2 separate regions of the Anser cygnoides genome follow, and region 2 is linked to region 1. Evidence: chromatin contacts called from public Hi-C data. All regions are on one chromosome and are shown on one strand. The core of a region is the stretch at or near the end of the contact, and the rest is flanking DNA. Distances in the headings are between cores, read along the strand shown.

Region 1 (6,547 bases), core at 3,769-6,268:
GGAAAGCAATCTTAATTGTCACCTGGCTGTGCTTGGGTTGCCCTTCGCAGCAAGATCCTTTCCCACGGAAGGGCAGGCTGCTAGTGATGTCCCACCTTTGACCAAAGCCCTTTCCAAGGGCTGCCTGGTTACTGTATGTGATACTGCAGTGAGCTGTGCCTTAGGATAGAAGAATTACACCAAAAAATGCCTTACCCCATCCACTGGCCGTGAAGAGAGAAAAGGGTTGGTAGCTTGCAGAGCTGTATGCATGGTAGCGTGTATAGATGGTTACTGAAGGCTTATTTTGTGTTTGTTTAAAAAAATAGTCACTGGGGAATGGGAAGAGCCATTGCTTTTGAGGCAGCCCCAAGCAGCCTGACAGGCTGCCTCTGTGGGACTCCAGGACCATAGCAGCATCCAGGGAGATGCTTGGGTTGAAGTGATGCTGGGGAGGCCTCTCTGCCAGCTTCACAGGGCAGATTTGGCTGCCTGCAGTCAGCGTGCGAACGTGGGCTACTGCTGGTGGTCTGTCTGCTCCCTCGGACCTCCCCGTGTGCACACAGCGGGTAGGAGAAACGATAGAGAGGCTCGAGGTCTCCAGAGCCAGATCATCCTATGAGAGGTTGTCACAGAGTTTTCTGAGAGCTGTGGTGTTTGTCACAATTTAGGGTCTGGTCATACAGATGTTGGTTTTATCTAACGCCACAAAAGTGAGGCCAGCTGGGTTAACAGCCCTTCTGTCTGCATGCACACAGGGAGCTGAGCAGACTTCTTCAAATGATCTCCTCCAAATGATTTGGCGTGGTTGTATGACACGTAGCGTTGATGATGCCCCTGGGGAAAAATAGTGCTGCAGTACTCTTTTAAGGTCAGTGACTTGCATTTTGCAGGAAAGAGAAGAAAGAAGTACCATGCCCATGTGCAAGGTCAGCCTAGAAATCATTTCAGCTATAGGGAACCCAAGGGCATCACAATGTGATATTCCAGGGAATCACAGGGAAGTGCTGTGACTTTCTTACTACCTTCCTGAAGGTACTTAACAGGCAATACAGTATTTATTTGTCTTGCAGAAATTAAGAACCACTATTAATAAAATATCTTCGTCTCCAAACAGTAAAATGTAAACAGTAAAATGTTCCTTCATCACCCCCATTCCTGGGCTGTAAAAGGGTATTTGTTATGTCCATAGAGCAGAGGAAGATAAAGCCCCCACCTGTTAGTGACAGGAGATTGTGTTTCGGGGCTGGGCCGCTCCTTTGCACCTCGGAGCAGTACAACAGGGTACACCTGGTCCTTGAGGGACACCCCTGGGACAAAGGGGCCGCTAATCCAGTCCATCAGTGCCCAGGGCAGGGGGTCCTCCTTTCCCTGGGCACCCCGAGCGGTGTGACTGTCACTAGGGGTGCAGAGATGCTCGCTGGGTGGCCACGGAGGATGAAAGTGGAGCTTGCCCTCAGCCGAGGCACAATCCTCAAAATTTTTTCCCTGCAGGAATTCCAGTATATTTTATTCTGTTTGTCAACACGGCTCATTCTGAGAGAGCGCGGAGTCTGCGGGCAGCAATTAATGCCACTTAAAAGCTTTTCAGGGGGATAATTGCCTGTTGTTCCGCAGGCATCACTCTCATTCAGATGCTAATGGCTGTCAGGGGCAGTGGCCATTCCCACATCGGGGGCCAGGTATGCCCGCGCCCCTCGCCTCGGGAGGATGCTCAATGGCTCTATTGTCCCCGCACAAGGGCAGCGGGGAACCCCCCTGTCCCTGAGGAAGCAGGGGAAATAATCCTCATCAGTCTGTGTCACTTGGGCACAAAAGGCGACAGGGGGGGCAAAAAGGAAGGGGGCACCCGGCACATGGGGAGGGGGGGTCAAGGTGTCCCATGGTGGGGGCTTCCAAGGGAGCGGTGCCAGGATCCCAGGTCCCTAAGCGGAGGTTTGTGGCAGCGCTGTGCAAACCCAGGGGGGGTTGCCACCTGCTCTCAGATTTCGGGTCTTCACCTCAAAGTGGTGCACTGGGTTTCGGTTGCATTCACCGTGCCCCAGTGGCACAGAATGGTAGATGCCCTTGGCTTGGTGGTGGCCAGCCCAGGGGCCCGCACAGCCCAGCCCCGAAGCCTTTGCCGACAGAGCAGGGTTGAGAGGTCCTGGCACCCTCTTCTCCCTGGAGGCTGCTGCTTTCTTGTTTGGTTTTTTATATGTAGCTGATGTGTTTATACCGTAACATTGCTCTTTTAAAGGCATGATAATATTTTTTTGGAGATCAGGTTTGCAAGGGCAGAGGGAGAGTCAAGGAGTGCCTTAGCTCTGGGCAGAACCCCACCACGAAGCTGCTGATGTCCATGGGCAGGTTCAGAGTCGGCAGAATGAGCATCAAACTTACATACCCGAACGTCTGTGCATGTATGGCCTAGTGGAGTGGTCTCACAGGATAAGAAACCTCCTTTCTTCTTCTCATTCCCCCCCTCATTTTTATTGTCACTATTTTCCCATTGAGGCTGGGCTGAAGTTACCGTTTGTGATGCAGTTCGTGGGGTTACCTTAAGATCTGCCGTGCTTATTCTGGGAGCTGTAGGTGGCTGGTCTTCCTAGACCCCACGCACTGTGATAGGCTGGCTGTGTTGAAGCCACGTTGGCTGAGATCATCCCAAGAGATGTTCCTCTGTTCCTGTGCAACTTAATCACGCTCCTGACGAGCAACCTAACCAAGTGCCCCATGCACACCTCTGCAAAGAAAGGAGCTGTGTCAGCCAGAAGAAAAGATGCTTTCTGGGGGCACGCACGCTCCTCTGTATGAATCAGCGAGGAAGGGGAGGGGGGGATCATTTAACAGCCAGGGGCGTCTCCGAAGTCCCTTTATGAGGGTTTTGTTCCTGAAAGGTTGGGAAGGACGGCCTCCCCGCCCCAGCTGGCCGCCTCCTTTGGGGGCCCCGTTTGTGGAGCCCTCCCGGGGGGACACGGCGAGCTGTCAAGCCCCCCCCGGCCCCTTTGTGCTGCTTTTCCACTTGGATTTCACGTGGGCTCGTCGGGGGGCAGCGGGCGCCCCGAGCTGCCGTCCCCGCTCCCACCCCGGGGCTGTGGGCCACTTCTGCGGTGCCGGCAGCCCGAGAAAGGCCGGTGCCACTTCCATGGAAACAAAAGCCTGTTTTCAAACAGCGTTAAGAGAAACTGTTTCTATCTTAGGCCTTTAATGACCTGAACTGTCCATCTTTTGGAGAAAAGGGACAATAAAAAGGCACTTTGCAGTGCTGCTGCCGCCGTCGCTTTCTGTCTGTGATTATTCTTTGCCAAGAGAGCTCAGCACCCGTCCTTATTTATGATACATATTAAAGATTAAAAAAAAAAAAGGTTTTACTCTCCCCTCCAGCAAATCTTGCTGCTAGGAACAGACAGACACGTTTGCAGCAGCAGTTCGTATTTTCCCTGGGAGAGGAGTCCTGTGCCCTGCGTATTTCAGTGTTGAATAAATAGTCCTTCATGTTGTATGCGGTGGCTCCGGGCACCCCGCTGAGATCATGTCCTTAATACAAACAATACGACACATTTATTCTAAGCTGACCGCGCTGACCCCCAAAAGTTTGTTCCCTCCGCTGGGACTCCTCGGCCTTTTCATTCAGCTGAATGGCCAGCACAAAGACCTTGTCGCATCCACAGTCCCTCCCGAAACAAAACTCGGGGAAGGAGCGGGGAGAGGGGGAGAGGAAGGAATAGGCAAACCTTGACCCCTCCACCTAAAAGAAAGTGGAGGAATTTGCATTTTAAACCTTAAGATGCTCGTCCCGGTCTCCCTGCCTCTCCTCCAGCCCGTGGTTTGACTCCCCTTTTGCAAACACCCTGAGAAGCTCCGGGCTTGCAGCATCCCAGCAGAGCCAGCACCAGGCAGCATCCCCCGCTGCGAAGAAAGGCTTCTCTCCGCTCTCCTCTGCATTCCTATTTTTCCGTAGATTAGAAAAAGAGAGAAAAGAGTGCTACTTAACAAGGAAATAGAGGTTCTCTCTCCCTTCCCCCATGCCCGGTCCCGGCCATTTTCGGAGGCAGGCGTGCGCTGGGAGCTGCTTGGGGTTGGGGATGTTTCCCATGGCCCCGGCTCCCCTCTCAGAGGTCGCTGCTCGCCGTGTCGGGGCTGGCAGGCTGTTTGCGACAAACACCCTCGGCCGCTGTGGTTTGCAGCCTGCAGTGTCCAGGGAAACACTGAAATTGGTGTTGATTTACTGTGCTAGTGGGTGGGAAACAGCAAGGCCAGCGCTGCTTCATCGGGGGCATATATATACACCATAGGGGCAAAGTCTATCGGACTTCCTTTTCAAAGTTTAGATTTTAGATGGAAGCCTTCCTGGCCACTGAGATTACCATGCTTTCCCCTCTGGGAGCACAACTTCAGCTCGTCTACTTTCCCATCCCAGATGCGGGCTCTCTTTGAGGCAGCGTGCTGCAGCATTAGCAGGGTTTTCCTTCCGGGGTTGCACCCACGGTACTGAGGTGCTGGTCTGCAAGGCAGGGCCCTGGCGTGTCCCCTTGGGCTGGCACTGGCTCTTCGAGGCTACACCATCAATAATGGTGCGTCCATGGCCTCCCATCACCCCCGGCCCTATGGGACGGGACTCCTGAGTCCATGCAGCAGGGTCTCAGCCCCTCAGCTTTGATGGGTAGGGATTCATTCTTCCCATCACCTCTGCCCTGTTTGTTAGCCTAGAGATGTTTTAACAGTTCAGCCATTTAAAGCAGAACATGATTTTTTTCTCTCTCTCTTTTTCTTTTTTCTTTACTTTTTGTTATTTTTTTGTGTGTGCTTATTTTTTTTTCCTGGAAAATCTGTATAAGTTCAATACCTCATGTGGATTTAGTTAAAGCATGACATAGCTGGTTTGTATTTCTCTTTATGCAGGCATAAAGCACTTCTATTTCATATTTCATACAAGTGAGCCTGCCCTGGGAGGAGGGCTCGGGACACTCCCAGTTCTGACGTTTCTGAAGTGTCCCCACTGCGCACCACAAGATGTGTATCATAATTTGGGCTGTACCTGCCTCCCAGGAGGGATGTGGAAGTGAACCAGCAATACCTGCTGGGTGGTGCGAGCGCTCAGGGCCGAGTCCAGGAGCTGTGTTGTGTTGCAGAGGACAGAGGGGCTGTGGCGTGGGCACAGCTTCCCCTCGGGTACCTCTGTAACATGCTCCTGACCTGTGACACCAAGGGCGGAGGTGTCAACGTCCCCGCAGGCTGCCAAAGGGCTGCGACTGAACTCAGGGCTGTGCTGGGTGCTTTTGGTGGTGTCACAATACTACTGCATTGAGCAGAGGGCTTCTCTAGGGGTGAAAGCCAGCCCTGGCTTTCACATGGCTGTGGCTGTGTGCTGCTGGAGCAGTTAGCTAATTTGGGAGGATAAGGGGCTGGCCCATCAGATGTCTCTGTATGTTTGCTCCTGCACAGACCTTACCTGCTGGGTTTCAAAGTCCAATTGCAATGGCACAGCTGCAGTGCAAATAATTAAACATAAAATAACTCACGCTGGTTATTATGGATGACTTATGCATCCTTAACTCTTGCAGCAGCAGGAGGTGGATGCTTTGGAGCAGGTTCCTGAGGTGCTGCTCCACGAAACTTTCTTCTTGGCCTTTTCTGCCCTCCCAGATCGCGAGCCCCTTTCACCACCGTTGGAACAAATGTGTTTCTGTCTGCTGCGCCGCTGCTCTCCGGAGGCTCTCTGACTGTTTCTGTGTGTGTACAAGGAAACTGCATGACCATTTCTGTCTGGAATCTGTTCTTTTCTCTCTTTTTCTTCCTGTGATTTTTTTTAAGGCTTATTAAGAAATCAATCAGCAGCTCAGTAGGGCTTTGCTTAACCTGATTCTGGGAGTATCTCTTTCCCGAGAAACGTGAAGTGAGTTCCCAAATTGATTTTGCTGCTTTTGTTTTAGCTCATTTCCATTTAATAATATTCTCAGTGCTGTGTTTTGCCTTCTTAGATCAATTGACAGCTAGCAAGAGGTCCTGGATGGACAGCCTGGGCCAGGTGCAGGGCGCAGACCTGCCTTGTTCTGACCTGCAGGGGGGAGGTGGGCGAGGACCCCATCCGTTACTGGTACAACTAGCAAATAACATTATTAAATGCTGATTTAATCCCTTTTCCAGGAAGGCTGTCAATCCTGGAGACGAGCTCCCTTCCTTCAGTTAGGCCTCCTAGGCCTGGCCCATCCGTCCATGGTGCAGGACAGGACACGGAGTCACCCCCCTCCAGCAGACCTCCTGGCTGCTGAGCCGTGGGTGCTAACAAAGGAGAGGGCCCTGATGCATAACTAAAGAAACTGTTACCTGTTTCTTTTCATCTCCTGTTAAGTGCTGGCCCAAAAAAAAAAAAAAATCGGGTCTCTAATTAACCCCAAGTTTAGAGACGTCCTGCCAGAAGGGTGTGAAAACTTCCTTTTTCAGGGGAAGTTCTGGCAATGCACTTTTATTTCTGGGTTCTGATCTGGATCTGGTCTAGATCGCATGATACGCCACACAGCAGAATTCCTGCAGGCATTTGCAACAGGTGGACTGGATTTTAACTGTGATTTTTTTTTTTTATATG
Region 2 (6,469 bases), core at 653-3,152, 180 kb after region 1:
GCTCAGCCCTGGGGCTGGGGAATCAGGGCCCGTGCTGCTCCAGTCGGGGCAGCTCAGCCCGAGAAGCGGTTTAAGAAGTTAAGGGCAACTTCGGTGGCAGCTTCTCCGAACGTAAGCGCGAGGGGTGTCCTCCGAACCGGGACTGGCGGCCGCTGCGCCTGGGGTAACAGATCGATGCGACCATAAGCATTATTCCCTCCTTCTCCCCTTCCACCTCCTTCTTGTAAAAGATTAATCAACCATTTTACGGTCTAATTTAGGTGCCTAATTAAAAACAGAGTTCAACACCTACAACACCATTTCGCTAATAAATCCTGACAGCTTCTCGGCTCTGCAACATACAAGCCCTCCTTTCAAAACCCCAAAGAAACATTTTTGCGGGGAAATATATATTTTTTTTTCACCAAAACGCACCAAGATTTCCCCTCAGCTGCTCCGGGACGACCCGCCGCACCCTCCACCCAAATCCTACAGTTCCCTAAAACGAAAGCGCTCCCAGAAACGCCTCCTGCCCGGCCAGACCCCAACCTCGACCACGAGCCGAGGGCTGGCACCGTGCGACACCCGCCGCAAAACCTCGCAGGGTGGCAGCTCCCCTCCCCGCTACCGGGGCTCAGCGCCGCTCGGCTGCCTCCCGGGCACAAGGCTGGGGTCGCTGCCCCCTGCGCACAGCCGGCAGAGGCCGAATCAAAGCCGAATTAAAGCCGAATTAAAGCCCGGAGGCACCCAGGGGATACGGGACGGTGCTGCCGTCGGGGTTGCGCTTCCCCCCCGCACCCTGCGGGCTCCCGCACGGGGGCATCTGCGGGAAGCGGTGCCGCGATTTTTGAGCTTTCTTTTTAGCGCTTTTTCCGCTTTTAATAACGCTTTTAACGCCCCGCACGCCGCCGGCCGCCCCCCCCGGCCCCTTCTCCCGTCCCCTCTATGAACTGCCCCCCCCCGAGGGTCCCGCCCCGGCCGCGCTCCGAGGGTGCGGGAAGCCGAGGAGCCGGCAAATAAATAACGAAGATCATAAAAAATAAAGCCCCGGGAGCTCAGCGAGATGAGCGGCGGGGAAGGAGAAAAGAAAAGCGTTTGTGTATTATTTTAACACTACATGCTCCGCACCGCTGCGGCGGCCGCCGAGGGTAACGGGGAGAGCGGGGCCTGGCGCGGGGCCGAGAGCGGGCTTTGGGTCTTTTTTTTCGGATTTGGGGTTTTTTCTTGGAGGTGGTGGGGGGGGGGGGGTGCCTGCGGCGGAACATCGCCGTGGGGAGGGAATAAAAGGGCAGAGGAGGGGGCGCCCCGTCCGCCCCCCCCCCCGCGCCGTGCCGTACCTGTACCAGGCGAGGCCCCGCTCGTAGTTGCGGTCGAAGAAATGGGGCTCGGCGCCGACGGCGCGCACGTCGGGGTGCACCCGCAGGAACTCCAGCAGCGCCCGCGTCCCCCCCTTCTTCACGCCGATGATGACGGCCTGCGGCAGCCGCTTGCTGCCGGTGCCGTCGGCGAGGCTGGAGATGGGGCGGGCGGCCTCGGGCAGCCCCGGGGGGGGCGGGGGGGGCGGGCCGCCCCCCGACGGACCCCGCGGAGCCGGGGAGCCCCCGGGGGCCGCCAGCCCGGCGCAGGAGCCGCCGCACGAGTAGAAGAGGCAGAGCCAGAGGCCGAGCATGGCGCCCAGCAGCAGCAGCCGCCGCCGCAGCACCGAGGGCACCGCGCCGGGCACGTCGAGGCGCCGCTTCAGGGGCTGCCCCATGTGCCCGCGGCCGCGCACGGCTGCATGGCTGGGGCGGCTCGGCTCCGCTCGGGGCCGCCCGGCTCGGCTCCGCTCGGCTCGGCCCGGCCCGGCCTCAGCGCGGCCCCGCGGCCGCCGCCCGCCCCCTCGGCGCCCCCCGCCCGGCCCCGGCCCCGGCCCCGCTCTCGGCGGCGCCGCCGCGGGCAGCGCGGAGCCAAGGCGGAGGGGCGGGGGGGGGTAGGGGAGGCGGGTGACGGGCGGCGGGCGCGGCCAATCGGCGCCGAGCTCCGCCGCTTCTCCGGCCCGGCCGCCGGGAGGGAGCGGCCAATGAGAGGGAAGGGGCGGGGCGAGGGGAGGGAGAGGGGGGGAGGAGAGGCGCTGATTGGCTGCGGCGCGCTGAGGGGAGCCGCGCCCGGCGCTGCCTCAGGAGCGGCCGCGGGTGCGGAGCGGGGACGGGGAGCGGGGCGGTAGGGCGGCGCGGCGGCAGGGCGACACGCTGTCGCGACGGGCGAGGCCCCGCCGGTCCCGGTCCCGGTCCCGGTCCCGGTCCCGGTCCCTTCCCTTCCCCCGTCCCCGTCCCGGACCCGGGGAGCGCCCGGCGGACGCCAGACGCGGCCGTGGGTCCCAGCGGGGCTCGCGCGCAGCCCTCCCGCCGCGTCACCCCGCGGCGGGCCCTTCCCAGCGCCCGCAGCGGCACCGGCACCGCGACCGCCCGCGGCCCCTGCGGGAGGAGGGCGCGGGCCGCCGTGCCGCAGGGACAACGTGCGTGAATCCACAGATAGCGCCCCGCGCTGCTGCGCCGCGGGGAGAGCCTGCACAGAGCCCAGGGCTGCGGGGGAGCGGCTCCCGCACCCCGGCCCGGCCCCGCGCTGCCGAGCCCCGCCGCTTCTCCGGGGCCGCAGCTTCGCACCGCACACACGAGCGGGGCCGCGGAGCCTCCCGGCTCCGCACATGGCTCCCTGGTTTATTCCGGTTCCCCCAGCACCTTGCTCCTAGCCGAATTCACTGAATTCCTTCTCTCTGGCCAAATTCAGTTTCGGGCTTTGGATCTCTCGAGGCCCTTTCCGACACAGGTGCTACCTGAAACGCCTGCCCCGAAATTGCACATTTCCCAGCTTTCCTGAGAGCTCCCACAGAAAAGCCGAGAGGAGGTGTGAGTGACGGCAGGTATCAGCTGGGGTACAGCACGGAGACCAACAGAGACCTCGGTGCCTCCGTGCCGCCTTGTCCCCCGAGGCAGTGCCCTCATCTCAGCCTGAGGGAGTATTACAGGGGTCTCCAAACCCACAGTCTCCCCTTTCCAGAAGGAGGAGCAGCTTCACGTGCAAGCTTTGTACCTGTGATGCTCAGGTCCTGTCCTCAGCTCGCTCTGCCGGCTCCCAGGCCCCAGAACAAAAGCCCCTTTGGGTGCTGGGGTCCGCACCCTGCCTCCGCCACGTCTCCGGCCCTGCAGCGGGGGATCCTCAGCCTCCCGAGCGCTGTTCCTTCCACTCTGACCACGCAGACCCCAAGTAGCAGAGCCCCCAAGCCCTGCTGTGGATGGGGAAAAGGTCTCCCTTTCCTGCTGCCCTGCCCCAGTCCGGTGGCACCCACTGGTAATCTGGCACGGGCTGAAACAGCACCACGGAGGGACCCGCCTGTGGATTATCCTGCCCACTGTGGATTATCCTGCCTGCTGTGGATTATCCTATCCAGCACACTGATCAGAATAACATACTTCTGCTTTTCAGCTCCTCGTCGAGCTCAGAAGCCCTTTGTGACGTTTTTGCTCAGTGGCTGTGTCTCAGGGCTGGGTGATGTGCTCCCACGGAGCTGTGGTCTCCACCTCACCTAGTGCTGTAAACTACAAAGAAAAGGAGATTTAAGGGGATTTCAGTTCAGAGACCATGGCTGGGATCTCAGGGCATGAGACTTCTCCCCGTCCCGGCGCGCCAGGCCCCCGACCCACGCGGGGAGCACCCTGGCTCCAGCAGCCTGGCCGAGATACCCTGTGCCTGGGCCGTCCCCTGGGGCTTTCACACAAGAATGTTAATCAGTCGCCTTTATCCCTAAACAAGATTTAATGACAAAATAGTAAGTTTAATTGCTAGACTGAAGACGTGGGTTCAGAGGTCTCTCTACTGTACAGACACAAAAGAGAGCCATAAGACAAGATAATGCAGTTTGGGATTATACCTGTCAATCCACATTTCCCTCGGTTCCTTTAGTGTCTCGGCTGGCTGAGGAGGACGCAGCCCGGCCTTCCCACGGCGGGGCATGGCCCCGAGCGCTCGCAGCTGCACAGCTCTGACTGCTCGTCCCTCCTCGGGGGGCTCCAGTTCTCCCGCAGGCCCTCGGCCAGGCTGGGATTCACAGAACCCCAGAACCACCTAGGCTGGGAAAGACCTTCAAGAGCGTCAGGTCCAACCGCCAGCCTGACCTGCCGAGTCCATCACTAAATCACGTCCCCATGTTCCTCACTCCCCGGCGCTCACTGCTGCAGGGACTTGCCAGCTGGGGCTTGGGCACTGATGGCACATGGTGGCACTGGGGACATCTCTGCCATCGCCTCCTCCTCCTCCTCCCCAAAGCATTCGGATGTGTGAGAAACAAAGCTGTGTTTTTGCAGAAGAATGTGTTTCTGCAGTGATCGTTTCCCACAGATGTGCCTATTCTGTTGACGTGTGTTGGCTTTTTGATGAGCCACCCTTCCGTGGCACTGTATTTCATGAAGTCCCTGCCTCTCCACAAACACCCTGTGAGATTTCTCACCGTCCGCGTACCGGGAGCAGCAGAGGCCAGGCAGCAGCCTGTGAAAGCAGAATTCGAGCATCTGGCAGGGCCGACTGCGGCAGCGCTGGGAGCCTCCATCCCAGGACCAGGTCACGCTGGTGTTCTCCAAGGAGCCTGCGGGAGCTTTGCGCACACCACGGATGTGCCCAATGTGACACTCATCCAACAAGCACGTGGCCTGGCAGCTTCGGTGCTTGTTCAATGCAGCTTTTCTGCCACGTTGTTATTAAAGACACAGAAAATACTGTACTGAATGAGTCTGATTTCAGAGCTCTGTTGCTTTGAGGGAATAGCGAAGCTTTGCTGAAACCTCTGCCTTTTTTAACTTTTGGCACCAAACTGTTGCAGAACAACAGGCAAATCTTATTCGCACCGTGGGCCTTGATCTTCTTGTGTGTCAGAAGTGACAGTGTGATGCCAACTCCTTCATATATCAGCTTTCCTCCTTCGTATATCAGCTTCACATCAGCTCTTGAAAAGCCCCGTGCAAGAGCTGATTGTTCTGATCATGCTGGGTGTTGTGCAATCGTCTTTTAAAATTATCCCTGCTACAAAGAGTTATGAACCAATTAAACCAGACAGATTGAAGAGGGGAAATAAGACCCTGAGAAGTGTGCGACTTCTCCAGGAATTACCCAGAGGGCTAACAGCAGAGCTAAGAGTGCTCGGGCCACCCGAAACCCACCAGGAGCAGTGCCAGGGGCACCATCCTGCTTGGGACCAGGTGTGTGCGAAGCAGGCGTTGGGAGCACACAGGGAGATCTGTGCTTCAGCTCCAGAGCCAAACAGCAAGGCATTTCAAAGCACTCCTCTGCTGCGAGCTAAAACAGACGGCGTTGCTGGGCTGGCTGGGGTACGGAGGGTGACGTGAAGCAAGCAGTGATGAGAGGCAGCCACAGGAGGAATCGTTTTCTAGTTCCTCTGCGCACTGGTAAAGCTCTGCCAGCCGGCCCGGCCGGGTAATTGGGAACAGAATTAAACAGGAGATGTCCAGGCCAGGGCTGAGTCGCAGCCGCGGGTAGCAATGGGCCGGCAGGTGGCACAGGCTGGCTCTGCTGGACCCAGACGCACTCACCTCTCTGCCCAGCGCTTCCTACAGACCTAGAGCCTGCTGCTTCCACGCACAGGTTGCTCCCTGCAGCCACAGGAAAAGAGGAAAACCCTTCGGATGGAGTAATTCTTCTTGTTCCTTACGTCTACCAGCACCAGCCAGGCTAACATCAACAAATGTCACAGAAAGTTTGGTTTAAGCTCTTAATATATGTCAGCTGTAGCTTGTAAAAGCTGGATTGGCTTTTTAAGCAAAATAGCCCCAAGATAGGTTTTACTGTAACTGTATCTTCTACAGTTGGCCTTCAGTTTTCTTCCTAGGACTGCCAAACAGGTAAGGTATCAGAAACGGCGTCCGAGCAGAGGAACTGAGGCTGCCGGGCTGCCCAGGGAGCAGGGGCAGGCGGGGAAGCAGCGGGGGCTGTGGCCAGACCCACCTGGAGCAGGGCTCCAGCAGGGCTCGCGCGCCTGCTCCCAGCTCCTGCGGTTTGTTAACGTGCCACCTGCAGCAGCTGGGCCGGAGCACGGGGGTCCTGCCCTGCTGGTGAGAGCAACTGGGGCTGCATCGGGAAGCGGGCAGCATCGGGAAGGCAGGGGCACAAAGAGAAAAGCACGGCTGGGTTTGCTCCGTGCTGCTGCCCTTGGATCATGGCAGTAGCATATCACCGCTCAGCCCCTAACGCCGAGCTTCTTCTTGCTCTGCCTTTCCCCAGATAGAAAATCCGTGTGTCCTTTTGGCAAAAGATACTTTCCTGCCACTGAAAAGGCCAGTTCTGAAATGCTGTGTCCTCTTTCGTTTTTTTTTTTTCTGAAGTAGGAAGACTTTTATGTTCACGACAGGGCGCACACAGCTCTTCAAAGGACTGCAGGAGCAGCTGGTCCTGCCTGGGGAGAGAAATGGGAGCAGGTACCCGAAATCAAGCCAGGGGGCTCCTG

Evidence for each region. Hi-C and Micro-C count contacts between places; a contact is called where the count stands out from the background.
Region 2: a Hi-C map of liver shows a contact between it and region 1, with 1.9 times the contacts expected there. The contact joins the promoter of LOC136786633 here to the enhancer-like site in region 1. A contact is called at or near these places in 4 of 7 Hi-C or Micro-C datasets (fetal liver and liver).

The regions. Positions count from the first base shown.
Region 1 is chr19:2,699,718-2,706,264 of Taihu_goose_T2T_genome, forward strand. No RefSeq gene overlaps it. Among named protein-coding and RNA genes, the nearest start is that of PMP22, 120 kb to the left of the region's middle. Within about 2 kb of position 5,019, at least 2 of the 3 cell types and tissues checked have open chromatin away from gene starts, as enhancers often do. A contact at or near this core is called in fetal liver and liver, where this site is marked.
Region 2 is chr19:2,878,406-2,884,874 of Taihu_goose_T2T_genome, forward strand. LOC136786633 (heparan sulfate glucosamine 3-O-sulfotransferase 3B1-like) reads right to left here and starts at 1,903. Exons shown (of 2, transcript XM_066979968.1): 1 at 1,317-1,903. The coding sequence starts at 1,732.